Linked DNA regions of Sus scrofa: regions 1, 3 and 4 are each linked to region 2. Evidence: chromatin contacts called from public HiChIP or PLAC-seq and promoter capture Hi-C data. All regions are on one chromosome and are shown on one strand. The core of a region is the stretch at or near the end of the contact, and the rest is flanking DNA. Distances in the headings are between cores, read along the strand shown.

Region 1 (3,152 bases), core at 584-3,083, 810 kb after region 2:
TTGGAAACAATTCTTCTGGAAAGAAATGCGTGAGTGAAAGGTTACCAGAGGCTACCATCAATACTTTCTGTAGAAACTGAATGCAAACGTAGGTCCATTTTGCTTGCGGAACCAACTGCGAGACACTTTTCTTTTTCAAAAAGTACCTTTCTGTAACTGTTCTTCGAACTCTAAGATTTCCTCCTAACAACAACGACAACAACAAAGAGTGTTTGCAAAATGACACACTGGCTGACCAGGCATGATGCTTCTCCACCAAGTGAAATCAAGTCAAGATTTAAAGTAAATTAAATGTCAGATGTTAGAAATTAAAGCCATGCCCTTCCAGCTCCAGTAATTCTGACAGAATAAAAACCAACTTTTTGGATGTCCGTGGCCATCCTCACCCTCCCCAAACCTGTTAATGGCTGCGTCCATCTCCCTTTCCAAAGGTCTGGGAAGTGCTTCTATTTACTTGTTTTCAAAGGGCAGTTCAAGTATCATAGCTTCTGTTTGCTGCTTTGACCACAACTACCTTATCGGCCATTGAGAAATTGAGAGAAAGCACAATTGATAATTACTTCTTCAAGTTTCCAGTCTTGCATAAACTCTCCTGGACTTTGCCCTAATCCAAACCCAATCACAACCGTCGGTCTCCCCAACATTCTCGATTCGATCTGCCTGCTCAGCTCCCGGGGCCCATCAGGTTCTTAAAATGGACTTAGCGACAGCCTGCACTTTAAAAGTCTGACCAACACGCGTCCCCTCCACCCCCCACCCCCGCCGCCCAAAAAAAAAAAAAAAAAAAAAAGGCTCGGAAACCTGCAATTTGCTGGTTCCTCCCGCGAAGGGAAAGCCCGTGGCCTGCGCGGAAAGACCGGAACCTCAAGTGAAGGAAACTTTCCCTCTCCTCCCGAGAGCAAAACTGCAACTGTGCCCCAAACGTAAGCTTTGAGGATCCAGATTTTAAAGTGAGCTAGCTTGCCAGATTTTTTTTTTTTCCAATCTTTTCTTCTTTCAGATGCCGAGAGACAACAGGGAGCCGCTCAAAGCCACTACACTTAAAACAAGCAAGCCCACTCTGGTCGAAGGCTTCGCAACCCTCCTCCTTTCCGGCTCTGCCGCAGCCGCCTGCGCGGCAATCTGTCGGTCCCTGAACTTGGCGGCCAAGATTCCAGGCTGCAGCGGCTGCCGGGCCCGGGAGCCGGATGCAGCTGAAGCTTCGGGCAGCGCAGCGCCCACTCGCCGCCCGCGCACCCGGTGCACAGGAAAGGCGCCGGGCACTTTCTCCGGCTAGGGTCCGAGCCCTAGTGCCGACCCCCCAAAGAGCCGCGGAAAAACAGCCGAGGTTCTAGCCCCTAAGAGGCGATTTCCAAAGAGCCCTTCTCGCGCTTTGCCCTCTCGAGTCCCTGGAGAAACACGCTTTTTTTTTCGCATTCCTAAGGACTCAGTGCCGTGTGGGCATCCTCCCCGTGAGCCCCTGCCCAGGGGCGGGGACGGCAATCTACTGCTTCTCCAGTCGGCCCCACTTCCCAGCCTCGCCAGCACAGCCCCATCCGCTGTGTCTTTGCGGAGGCACCCCCTTCCCGCACGCGTCGCGGCCGATCCGATCCCTACCTGTGTGACTAAGCTCCCGCAGGGCTTTCGCCAGTCGCGCCGCCTCTGGGGACGGCTCCTCCGCCGACCCCGAGGTCCCCCACTGGCTCTGCGTCCCTTCCGCGCCATTCCCGGAGGGCTCGAGGCACCGCAGGGTCATGAGAGAAGGGTCACCGTGGCAAAGACAGGTGGCCGCCTGAGCTGGGGTCGGAGAGGGGCAACGCGTCCTTAGAAGTCAGTGAGAACCCCAAAACGAATCCCTGAGGAGTCCCCGCAATGGTGGAGGGGATGGGGAGCTTCTGGTTCTTCTTCCCCGGGTCCCAGTGCACGGATGGTGAAGTCCCCAGCAGGCGCGGTCACCCACAGTTTGCCTGCAAAGAGAAAGTGGAGGGTTGGGTCAGTCGGAACCGGACCCCTGCGGCTGGGGCGTAGGTGGAGGGACGTGGAAAATCCCGGGGACTCCTCCGCGCCTGTGCTCCTGCACCATTTAACCCCAACCAGTTACTGTCCTGGCCCGTTCTAGAAAAAGGATAAAGAGAGAGCAAAGATTCGAGACGCAAGAGTTGGGGGGGTGGGGGGGAGGACAGGATGAGGGTGGGGACCGGGTGTTTTCCCGCCTAGGGCTGCTCGCTGAATTCGCAGACTAGCAGATTTATAAGAGCAAAGAATCACCTGCGGCTACGGTGGTAAATAGGCCAAGGCCCTAGTCAAGGACAAGTAGAAAACATTTAAAAGAACCGGAGAGGTTCCCAAATTGGCGCTCCCATCTCACACTCTGCACCGCGGGGAGCCCCAAGGGGAAGCGCCGAGCACAAATCTAGTTCCCCGCCCTACGACGCCGCGGGGCTCCTGGAGCAGAGCCGGCAGCCCGGGACACGGAGGTGCGGGAGCCGCCGCGACTCGGCGGCCGAGGCTGCCTCGCTCCCCTCCCCCAGCTTCCCGGCGCCCACTTAGGGTCGGGGTGGGGGGCGCCGTGGCTGCAGCTCCAAAGGCCATGCGGCTGCTGCTGCGTTGCCGCCGCGGGCGCTGTCGAGGAATCCGCCCGAGCGCGCAGCCCTCTCGGGGGCTCAGAGCCGCGACCTGAGCCGCGGCAGAGCAGGCGGCAGCCAGCGCTGAAGGACGTGCTAGACAACAAACGCCAAGCCCTTACCTCCGCCTCGGCAGCCGCCGCCGCCGCCTCCGCACCAGGCTGCCTCCCCAGCCGGCCTGGGGCGGGGGAGCCGGGAGGGGCCCGGGAGGAGGGGTATCTGCCCGAGTTTCCCCTGTAGACTTTTAATTTGGGAACGAGATGCCTAGGGATGTAACGAGCCATGCGCTCGGCGGCGGGGGCGGCCGGAGTTCTCGGCGCAGAGGGCAAACATAAGCCCTGGGGACCATCGCCTCGACCCTCCAGGGTCCAACACCCCCTCCAGGCTCGGACACCCCCGACCCGGGGCAGCTGCTGGGTTTCCCCCCGGCGCAACCCAGGAGATGGAAAGGAGGGAGGGAGGAAGGAGTCGGGGAGGGAGCGAGAGGGTGGGGAGGAGCAGGAGATCAGGTTATTAGGATTATTAATTTGGATGGCAGTTTACGGGAGG
Region 2 (3,221 bases), core at 700-3,199:
TCGAATCGGAGCTGTAGCCGCCAGCCTACGCCAGAGCCACAGCAACGCAGGATCCGAGCCGCGTCTGTGACCTACACCACAGCTCAACGCAGGATCCGAGCCGCGTCTGTGACCTACACCACAGCTCACGGCAACGCCGGAACCTTGACCCACTGAGCAAGGGCAGGGATCAAACCCGCAACCTCATGGTTCCTAGTCGGTTTCGTTAACCACTGCGCCACGACGGGAACTCCTTGTGTTGTCTTAAAGTTGATATTCTATGAGCTTTTTGTGTTTTAGGAATATTTTTCCTTCTTTTCCCACATGATACAAATTTACTTTCCATTGGTTATTATTTGTGTTTAGATTATAATTCTGTGCGTAGATTAGAATCTTTATGTGGTCAATTTTTATCAATTTTTTTCTTTTACGGTTTCTGGTTCTTGCTTCATACTTGGAAAAGCCCTTTCTCAGCTCAAGATTATAATCACCTACATTGCCTGATAGTATTTTTATGTTTCATTCTTTACGTTTAAATTCTTGATTCATCTGGTATTTAGTAAATGAAACATGGAAAGCCTGACCTCAGGGTTTAGTGATCCCTGAGATAACCTTTTTCCCACTGACCAATGATCTGTAACATGTGGTTTACTGATACCAACGTTACCAATGGCTTTGAGTAACGTTGCAAAAATCATAGTAATTGCACCTATCTTACAGACAGTTCAGTAAGAGAAACTGAAAAAGGGCTCCAGTAGTTAACAGTAAGTGCTCGGCAGCTATGAGCTACTATTATTATATTAAACACGCATGCATTGCTTCCGTATTCTATATTCTGTTCACTGGTATCTCCCTCATCTAGGAGATCCATCAATACTCCAGTACCCAACTCACTGTCCCATATAATTGCTCGTCTCTCATTTCTACAAAAAAGGTCGTCTCTCCGTCGCCCTTCTCATCCTAACACAGCCTGGACACCCTGGAGGAGGGGGGTGGCGGCGGGAAGAAGCTGTGTCACACGGTGTAAGACAACTCAACCAAGGCTCGGGACAAACGTGGGGGAAGGGAGGGTAGCTCCATCTCCTACCTCCCTCTCGGAAAGGCTGAACTCCTACCTTCTTTCAGCCCTCGGCATCGAACTGTGGCTCTCAAAAGCTCGTCCCTGTCTTCCAACTCTAGTTTGCAACCTAAAGTCGTTCACCACGTACCCAGAGTGGGGTCTGGATCGGGAGGCGCCGGGAAGCACTCGCGCCCAGGCCGGGTCCTGACCTGGCCGTTTGCTCTCCGGCTGCGCCGGCTCCCCACGCGTGGGCCGAGGCGCCACGGCCGGCGTGCAGGCAGGAGACCTCGGGACCCATGACCTCTGCACGGTCGGCACGAAGGCACGCGGGGGAGGCGGCAGGAGCCCTCAGGGAGGAAAAGAGGACGGAGAGAGCCGGGAGAGGGAAGAAGACGCGCGAAACGGAGGGAAATCCCTCGAGACGCGGCGTGGGGAGGCGGCGAGGGAGAGCGGCTTCCCGCTCCACCGCGCGCGTCACGCAGACTCCCCGGAGCAAGTGCCGGCCCCCAGCTGTGCAGCTCCTTCAGCTCAGAGCATCTCTGCGGGTCCCCAGAGCCCTCTCGGAGTACCGCCCAGCGGCGGCGTTCCCGCGCGGCCCTCGCAGCTCCCGCCTCAGCCCGCTCCCCTCCTCCCCTTAACCGCCTCCGGCCGCGGCCAGCGTCCGTGACGTCGGCGTGGGGGCGGGACTTCCTGCTTCGCGCGCCCGGAGAGCTCCCGAGAGACTCCGCCCCGCCGGGTTTGAGGGGCGGCGGGCGGCAGGCCGAGGGTGGCTTCCTGGCTGGATTTCGGCTCTGGCCCCGGCCCCGCACTCTTGAGAAGTCGCGTCCACCGAGGAGGAGCGGGGCTTTTCTCCACCGCCGCCGCGGCCGCCACCCTCTCCGCCCTCGGCGCTCTCCTGGGCTAACCCCCATTTCCCCCGGGGTCCGGAGCCCGGCGGGCGCCCTCGGCGCTCCTCCTCCTGTCCCTCCTCTTCAGCTTGCGCCGCGAGCGGCCGCCGAGACCTCGCCAGGCGTGGCGGGCGGGGCGAGCTCCCCGCGTGCCGGGCCGCCTCCAGGGGCCCCGATGCCCCCGCGGGGAGAGTGTAGAGGGTGCCTGTGGCTGGAGCGGTGGAGGTGTCCTCCTGGCGAGTGCGGCCACAACACCGGTCACTGTTAAGATTGCTGCACGCACGTTGCAAGGACCGTGGGTGAAGCTGGTACGTAACGCCCCCTTGTCCGTGGTTTAGAATGCTCGAGTCTTTTTTCTTCACAACTTGCCCTTGAATTCTTCTTTTGCTATTTTCGTAAAGCAGTTGGAGCGAGTGTTAGAGAAGTAGGCTGTGCGAATGCTCTGCAGCCAGTTAAATGCACGTGAAACTCTTTACGGAGCTTTAATGCTTTTCAGCGTGGTGCTTGCGTAGACCCAACTTAAAAACTGGCTGAACGTATCCACATTCAGTGGTGAAAAAAAATGATGCTACTACCATTTTCATTGCCCCCGAAGACGATTCTAACAGTGACGTTGGCCGTCGCTACAGAGCTGATGTTAGAGTATGTGAGTGCATGCTTGAGTGGACACTTGGGTCTATACTTAGTGTCGAAGACTAAAATACATGGCTACTTACCTCCTAAAAATGCCCACTTCCAGGTATTGTAAAAGCTTAGTTGTAGTGATGAAATTGTTTCAGTAAAACCTCGAAGTTGTCCAGGATAACAAGAAACTTGCACTTAGTTTCTCATGTGTAGTGTATAGTTCATGTGTCCAGACTTCGAGCACAAAACACTTGGGTAGGTCTAAAACTGAGTAGGTTGTTAAAGCACTGCTTCTGTTACCAAGCAACATCTCTGTAAACAAGCCTAATATTCAACTAGAATATAATTAAATGTAGCTAGCCTACAATTATCCAGATTCAGAATTCTGTAAATTCATGGGTTTAACCTCTCGGTGGTTACAGTTCATACTCACTTTCTGTACTGAGCCGTGATTTCAAACTCATTTTGTTTAGAATTATTAGAATGCTTTAAATTGCAGAGTCGTGTAGGACTCTCCAGAGAGTTGCAAATGGATATGAGTTACCCTTTGATTTTTGGGGGGTCGGAGTATGTGGGGTGCTCTCCTTTCTTTGAGATGAAGTATGGTTGTATTCAGGAGTTTTATCAAATCAGGTAACAGAGCATTGGGAGATTTGAAACCCTTATTGTCC
Region 3 (3,338 bases), core at 586-3,085, 890 kb after region 2:
GAAAGAAAAGTCAGTATTACCTATGATAAATTAAAGTGACACAATACATTGAGTACGACAAAAAAGGATCACTACCTACAACTACAGCACCTAACACAAAACTTTTCAACAACTTTCCAGAGTTCCCACCATGGCTCAGTGGGTTAAGAACTCGAATAGTATCCATGAGGACGCAGGTTTGATCCCTGGCCTCGCTCAGTGGGTTAAGGATCTGATGTTGCCAGAGAGCTGCAGTGCACTGCTGTGGCTGTGGCGTAGGCTGGCAGCTGTTTTGACCCCTCCGATTTGACCCCTAGCCTGGAAACTTCTATATGCCACGGGTGTGGCTGTAAAAATAACAATAAAAATAAACAACTTTCCATTCCCATGCAACACAGGACAAAGAGCAACATCCTCAAAATATAAGATTAAAAACCCCAGCATTATGTCCACTACTCTTTTCCTTAAATGCTAATTTCTCAGTACCTAGTGTAGTTCCTTCCATTCAATGAGTGCTCAGCCAATGTGTAAATAACTCTTAGAAACAGTCACTCACACAGGCTACACTGGGAATTCTCCTTTCATAAAGCTCTTATGTCTGTGTACAACCCTCCCAGGTACCATACACAAGATCTTCTTACACCTCTTAAGGTGGTATTCTGTTTCTGACTAAATGAAATGTTAAACGAGAAGGCCTAGCCTTGGCTTATTGAATACTTATTAAATATTAGAAGAATGCATATAAACACATAAAGTCCCAAATACAATTTCGTCTCTTCAAAGTTCTTTAACTTTCCAAGGTGCTTCCACCATCATTTATTTTGCTCTCATATTAATCGGAAGAGGTATATTTATTTTCATTCATGAAGAAACTAAAGTAAAAAATTTAACTTGCTTCCAATAATTTTAGAATCAATCACTTACAAACTGGGCAAGTTTGGGCAATAACCCTCTGCTCCTTCCACAGTAAAATGGGGAAAAACAACCAAAAACTACCAGGGCTGTTGTGAATAAATGACATACATCCCTTGTTTGCAAATGACCTCGATGACTTTACCCCCCCCAACACCCGCATGGTGATAAAATCGTATTTTATCAGTCTTATTTGCTAAATTATGCAGGTTGATTGATGAGCGTATATCAGCAGTGCCACCCGAGTTCCTACAGTGTGCTTTTTACAGTTTACAACCCATTTTCCTATTCATTACATGCTCTTTCACAGGTCCGTGAAGTAGTCATCTCCATTTTAAATATTAAGAATAGAGGCTCAGAGAGGTCAAATGGTTTACCTTCCCACTTTAGCGCTGCTTGATAGGTGGACCGCAAACCCTTATCTTGTGCCCACGAAACGAGGAACAACTTAAAGGACATTAGGTCCCTTCTGTCCGAGACCCAGAGGTCAGATTATTCACCCCAGAGAGCAATGCAGAGAATAACTCCCTTGGCCCGGAATTCAACCCTGAAGCCCAAGCTGCGGAGAGCCTCAGAGGTATGGAGGTTTAGCACCTTCGACCTGGAGGCGAGCCCCCACAAGAAGCCACACGCGGGCCCTTCCGCCGGACAGACCGAGTCTGGTGACGCCAGAGGCTTTATTTATCCTGTTGCGAACGACAGGTAGGAGACCTGACATCTGCCGATAAACCTGGGCCTGTCCAGTTTCTAGGGATTCCTAAATGGGAGGAGGAGTGGGGGGGAAGCAGTTACCTTGACTTCTGCTCACCACGAGCCCGCCATCTTGCTTCCACCGGGGTCACGGGAGACCCGGCTCCACGCTCCTTCCTGGCCCGCGGGGCACTCTGGGAAATGTAGTCTCGGCCGAAAAGAGCTACGGGTGCAACGTGATCCCGCGTTTAGTTGCAGCAGTTTGCCTGCGATATTACCGGAGTTACTCAAAAAACCGAAATTACTTGTTAGAAAGTACTAAGCACTGTTTTTAAAGTTTATACTAATAATTAGAGGGACTGTAGATCCCTCCTTGGATAAGTTAAGATTTCCTGGGGGAAATGACATTTCAGAGACGAACTGAAGAGGGGGCGGGGTTAGATTTGACGTTTGAAGTGGGGAAATGCGCGACCTTTCGACCTAAAAGCCCAGCTGTCTGTTCTAAGAACTCTGCTGGTTATTCATTATGGGTGGAAGACTTGTGCAGAAATCCTGGACCTTGTCTTGTATCTTAGAGGGAAGTAAAGGCCCCCTGACCTTTGCATTTTGTTCTCATTGCCAGCAAAGCTCTTCTCACACCTCTTCTCGTGACTACTGACTTACTCTGTGAAGGTCTTACTCAAATATCATCTCAAGAGAGGACCACCTTATTAAAATAGCCTCACCTGCCCTTGTCCCATTGCCCTCCTTTCTTTTTTTATTACATTTACCATTATATGACTACGTTATTCTTTGTTTCCTTGTTTAATGTTTGTCCATTATGCAAGAAGGCAAGATCCATGAAGGCAGGGAGGATCGGGTATCTGTTTCCTTCTATATGATAGATAAATCCAACATCTAGAACTTGGTTTAGCCTCATTGTAGGCTTCTAATATTTGCTGAATGAGTAAAACAGTTAAGTAACACTGCAGGTATTCAAGACAGTAAATGATTGGAGTTCCCACTGTGGTGCAAACGGGATTAGCAGTGTCTTTGAAGAGGTAGGACATAGGTTTGATCCCCTGCCGAGCACAGTGGATTAAAAGATCCTATGTTGCCCCACCTGTGGCATAGGTCACATGTGGTTCGGATATGATCCCTGGCCCAGGAATCCATATAACTCAGGGAGGCCAAAGGAGAAAAAAAAAAGATAGTAGGTGATTGACTGGTACGGTTTAGCCTGGGAATATCTTTCCCCCATGATCAGCAAAATTCGGATTTACACACATTTTTCTGAAAAGGATTCATAGCTTTTGTCATGTAATCAAGGGGGTTGATAAACCTCTCAAACATTTAAGGACCTTAGTCTTGAAGTGATTAATATTGAAAATAAGAAAATATAAATGCACAATAAAGAAAAATAAATGTGGAGTGCTGTGGTGTCTCTCCTCACTTACCACAGACCCTCAGTTTGGTTCTGTTGCTCATCTTTGCTCCTGTAAAAGCCCACAGTGAGGACCCATCTCTGTCCCTTCAAATACTGTCCATCCTTCAAAGCCACCCCGTGATGTCTTTCCAGACTATGCTGTAGGAAGAGATAGAGGAGAAACACATTTGAATGAACAATCAACTGGACTTGTCAAACATTCACTGTGCAAAGCGGAAGAGGGACGACAAAAGATAATTCCACAGGACCCATCTTGATGAGAGTGAAGACTGCAGACCACTACACAGACTCACTTAGTGGAGCCAGAAAAGTTCACAAAGCTCAGACCAGA
Region 4 (3,046 bases), core at 167-2,666, 710 kb after region 2:
GCCCTTTGTTTTTGCTCTCTACATAGTGAGGTCCTAGCTCCAGTCTTGTTCCATAAAGAGATTGGGAAAAAAAGTGGATCAGAGACCCTACTTTAAAAGCAATTTTTTTCTGAGGATAACAGAGGAGCATTTCATTTTAGCATGCTTGAGAAGAAACAGTGCTTTTTATTTTAACATTGCCTTCATCAGAGATAACCCCATCACGGCAGAAACTGCTGATATCCATGTGGGTATCCTTTAGACCCAGGGCATGTGCCGAACCTGATCCGCAGTGGGGGTGAGGCCAGAAACCTGTGGGGGTACCATACGTTTAAGAATCTTTTTCACCAAGAGAAAAGGCCTTCAAGGAAAACATTAAACATTCCTGCCCAGTCTACAGTAAACCTTACACCTAATCACAGACTCCAGCCCTTCCCTGGAAGAATTCCAAACCTCCATCACAACACTGCCACGGCCACACATGCATGGGATATTTAATGGGTGTGTTTGTTTCCTTTAAAAGAAAAAAAAAAATGTCCACAGGCCATTGATGGCTTGCTTCCAAGACCACTGCAGCAGTGAACAGAGGGCCAGCCAGGAGAGTAAGTGGCGGAGAGGGGAGGCCGGGGCGGCCGACGGGGCTTCACAACACCCACAGAAAGTACCACCACAGCGGGCGACCCCGAGGGGCGGCAGGTAAGCAGGGCGGTGTGCACTTTGGGCAACTCCTACTCGTTTGGGACTTCGTTTTATTCCTTGCCCTGCCAGCTCAAGCTCTGTGGCATTAACAACAGGAAGAACTACGAAAGATTTTCTAGGCAACCTGACCCACTAAAAAGGGAGTGCTGGGAATGGTCTGCAGGGGAGCCCGAGGGGAGAGCGTCACCCCGTCACCCCGACCCCGCGGGCTCGGGGACGCCGCGAGCAAGTCACGGGGCGGGACGGTGGGGGGGCTTGCAGGGCCCAGGCTGCAGATGCCACGACGCGGGGTCTTTGAGAAAAGATGGATACGGGGGTTCTGGTTTCCTGTTACTTACGTCTGCAAACACGTATCTTTAAAAACAAAACAGAACAAACTGCAACCGGAATCCAGACAGTCAGGGAACCTGTACCATGGGCACCATCTTTGTTGAAGGCAAGAGCCCTGAACAGGAAGTGTTGTAGCCATCTTTGTTAAGGGCAAACACAGGAAGCGCTGTGGCCCTCTTTATTGGTGGCCCGAGTGTGTTCGGATGAAGCCTTTTCCGCCATGTTTGCTGTGGGTAAATACTGAAACCTTCTGGAGATGGAAAACGTACCTTCGCTTAGGAAAGGAGTCACTGGATAATTGTATTTTAACACAGTAACTCCACCAGGGCTTTGTACTCAATTGACGTAATAGATAGTCAGGTTTCGAAAGTTACCTTATCAGGGAGACCTTCCTTGATCACTCTTATTTAAATTTGCAACTTCCTGGAGTTCCTGTAGTGGCGCAGTGGCTAAGGAATCCGACTGGGAACCATGAGGTTGAGGGTTCGATCTCTGGCCTCGCTCAGCGGGTTAAGGATCCGGCGTTGCCCTGACCTGTGGTGTAGGTCGCAGAGGCGGCTGGGATCCCGCGTGACTCTGGCTGTGGCTTAGGACGGTGGCTACAGCTCCGATTACACCCTTAGCCTGGGAACCAACATATGCCGAGGGAGCAGCCCCAGAAAAAGCAAAAAGACAATTAAAAAAATAAATAAAATAAAATTGCAGCTTCCTCAACCATGCCTTTTAAAATTGCAATATTCACCTTCTGCCCTCCCCATCCCTCTTACAGCTTCATTTTATCTGAAGCACATATCACCATCTTACTAAAATTTTTACTTAATCATTCGTTTATCATGTTTCCCAGTCCATCCCCAACCCCTACCCCCCACTAATTGCAGTCATTCCTTTATATCACAAGGGTCTGCCCACAAAGAGTTTACAAGTCAATCAGGTAGGAATTCATTAAAGCAATCCGCGAGCTGTTCTGGACAGAAAGGCATTTGTCATGAGGCATTGAGGACTTTCACGATTATTAGAAAGACTGAAGATCTGAACATGGAAGAATGACTAGTAAACATCGGCAAACTGAATCAGAAATGGAAAGCAATTCTAAACCTCTTTGAAACGTTCTAATTTTTGTAACCACTTTAAAGTGTTACTATACCAATATGCCATTTTACTATGCCAGTGACACTATTTTTACATTGGGTGAAAAGTAGTATAATTAGCATTTTACATATGTGAGGACTGTGGAATCAAAGTGGTCAGGTGTCTTAACCAAAACCTCACAGCTAACAAATAGCAAAACCTGAGTTCATTCGCTCCGTCTGATTTCATGCTCTTTCCAGTATAGAGAACATCTCACATCCCTGTATGGTGAAAAGTCTGCTCTTCTAATGACAGAAAAATGCTAGTAAATAATTGGTGCCACCTCTACTCTTGATACTCTTGAGTAACAGGTATTGTCTCCACTCTCCTCTTCTTCTTTTGTTCTTTTGCTGTTCTTTTCTCAGAGAGTCTCCTTCTGTTTATGGACAGGTGTTAGCAACATTCCAGATAAAATGCAGAGTTCTTCTGACAATGCCAATAGCTGAGGTTACTGACTTTGGGGGGAGGAAAAAAAATTATTTTTTCCAACTGTAAAATTTGATAATTTTCAAACATATGATAAGGCTGAAACAATTATTAACACCACCAACTAAAAAAACCCATATAAAACTACCTATTTTTAAAACATGCCTAGAGTTCCCATCATGGCGCAGTGGTTAAGGAATCCGACTAGGAACCATGAGGTTGCGGGTTCGGTCCCTACCCTTGCTCAGTGGGTTAAGGATCCAGCGTTGCTGTGAGCTGTTATGTGGGTCGCAGACGCGGCTCGGATCCCATGTTGCTGTGGCTCTGGCGTAGGCCGGCGGCTACAGCCCCGATTTGACCCCTAGCCTGGGAACCTCCATATGCCACGGGAGCGGCCCAAGAAATGGAAAAAAGACAAAAAAAAAAAAAAAAAAAATGCCTTACTGATTTGTTGTATTTGGAAAGGCTTGAGATCTCCCAGGAA

Evidence for each region. Promoter capture Hi-C pulls out the DNA fragments that hold promoters and counts their contacts. HiChIP or PLAC-seq counts read pairs in DNA pulled down with a chosen protein or histone mark.
Region 1: a contact with region 2 is called in an H3K27ac HiChIP or PLAC-seq map of alveolar macrophages. The contact joins the promoter of SOCS2 here to the promoter of LOC110260797 in region 2. A contact is called at or near these places in 1 of 47 Hi-C or Micro-C datasets (fibroblasts) and 2 of 2 datasets of contacts at active chromatin or transcription factors (alveolar macrophages and skeletal muscle).
Region 3: a contact with region 2 is called in a promoter capture Hi-C map of liver, with 5 times the contacts expected there. The contact joins the promoter of MRPL42 here to the promoter of LOC110260797 in region 2. A contact is called at or near these places in 1 of 5 promoter capture datasets (liver) and 2 of 2 datasets of contacts at active chromatin or transcription factors (alveolar macrophages and skeletal muscle).
Region 4: an H3K27ac HiChIP or PLAC-seq map of alveolar macrophages shows a contact between it and region 2. The contact joins the promoter of CRADD here to the promoter of LOC110260797 in region 2. A contact is called at or near these places in 2 of 2 datasets of contacts at active chromatin or transcription factors (alveolar macrophages and skeletal muscle).

The regions. Positions count from the first base shown.
Region 1 is chr5:89,582,636-89,585,787 of Sscrofa11.1, forward strand. It overlaps SOCS2 (suppressor of cytokine signaling 2), which reads right to left and starts at 1,834. Exons shown (of 2, transcript NM_001097461.1): 1 at 1,597-1,834. The coding sequence starts at 1,735.
Region 2 is chr5:88,768,960-88,772,180 of Sscrofa11.1, forward strand. LOC110260797 reads right to left here and starts at 1,950. Exons shown (of 3, transcript XR_002344257.1): 1 at 1,188-1,950. CEP83 (centrosomal protein of 83 kDa) reads left to right here and starts at 1,747. Exons shown (of 18, transcript XM_021092763.1): 1 at 1,747-2,234.
Region 3 is chr5:89,659,940-89,663,277 of Sscrofa11.1, forward strand. It overlaps MRPL42 (39S ribosomal protein L42, mitochondrial), which reads right to left and starts at 1,836. Exons shown (of 6, transcript XM_013998085.2): 1 at 1,684-1,836.
Region 4 is chr5:89,478,998-89,482,043 of Sscrofa11.1, forward strand. CRADD (death domain-containing protein CRADD) reads right to left here and starts at 1,417. Exons shown (of 5, transcript XM_021092769.1): 1 at 1,017-1,417. It overlaps LOC100738154 (a long non-coding RNA gene), which reads left to right and starts at 427. Exons shown (of 2, transcript XR_303634.3): 1 at 427-675.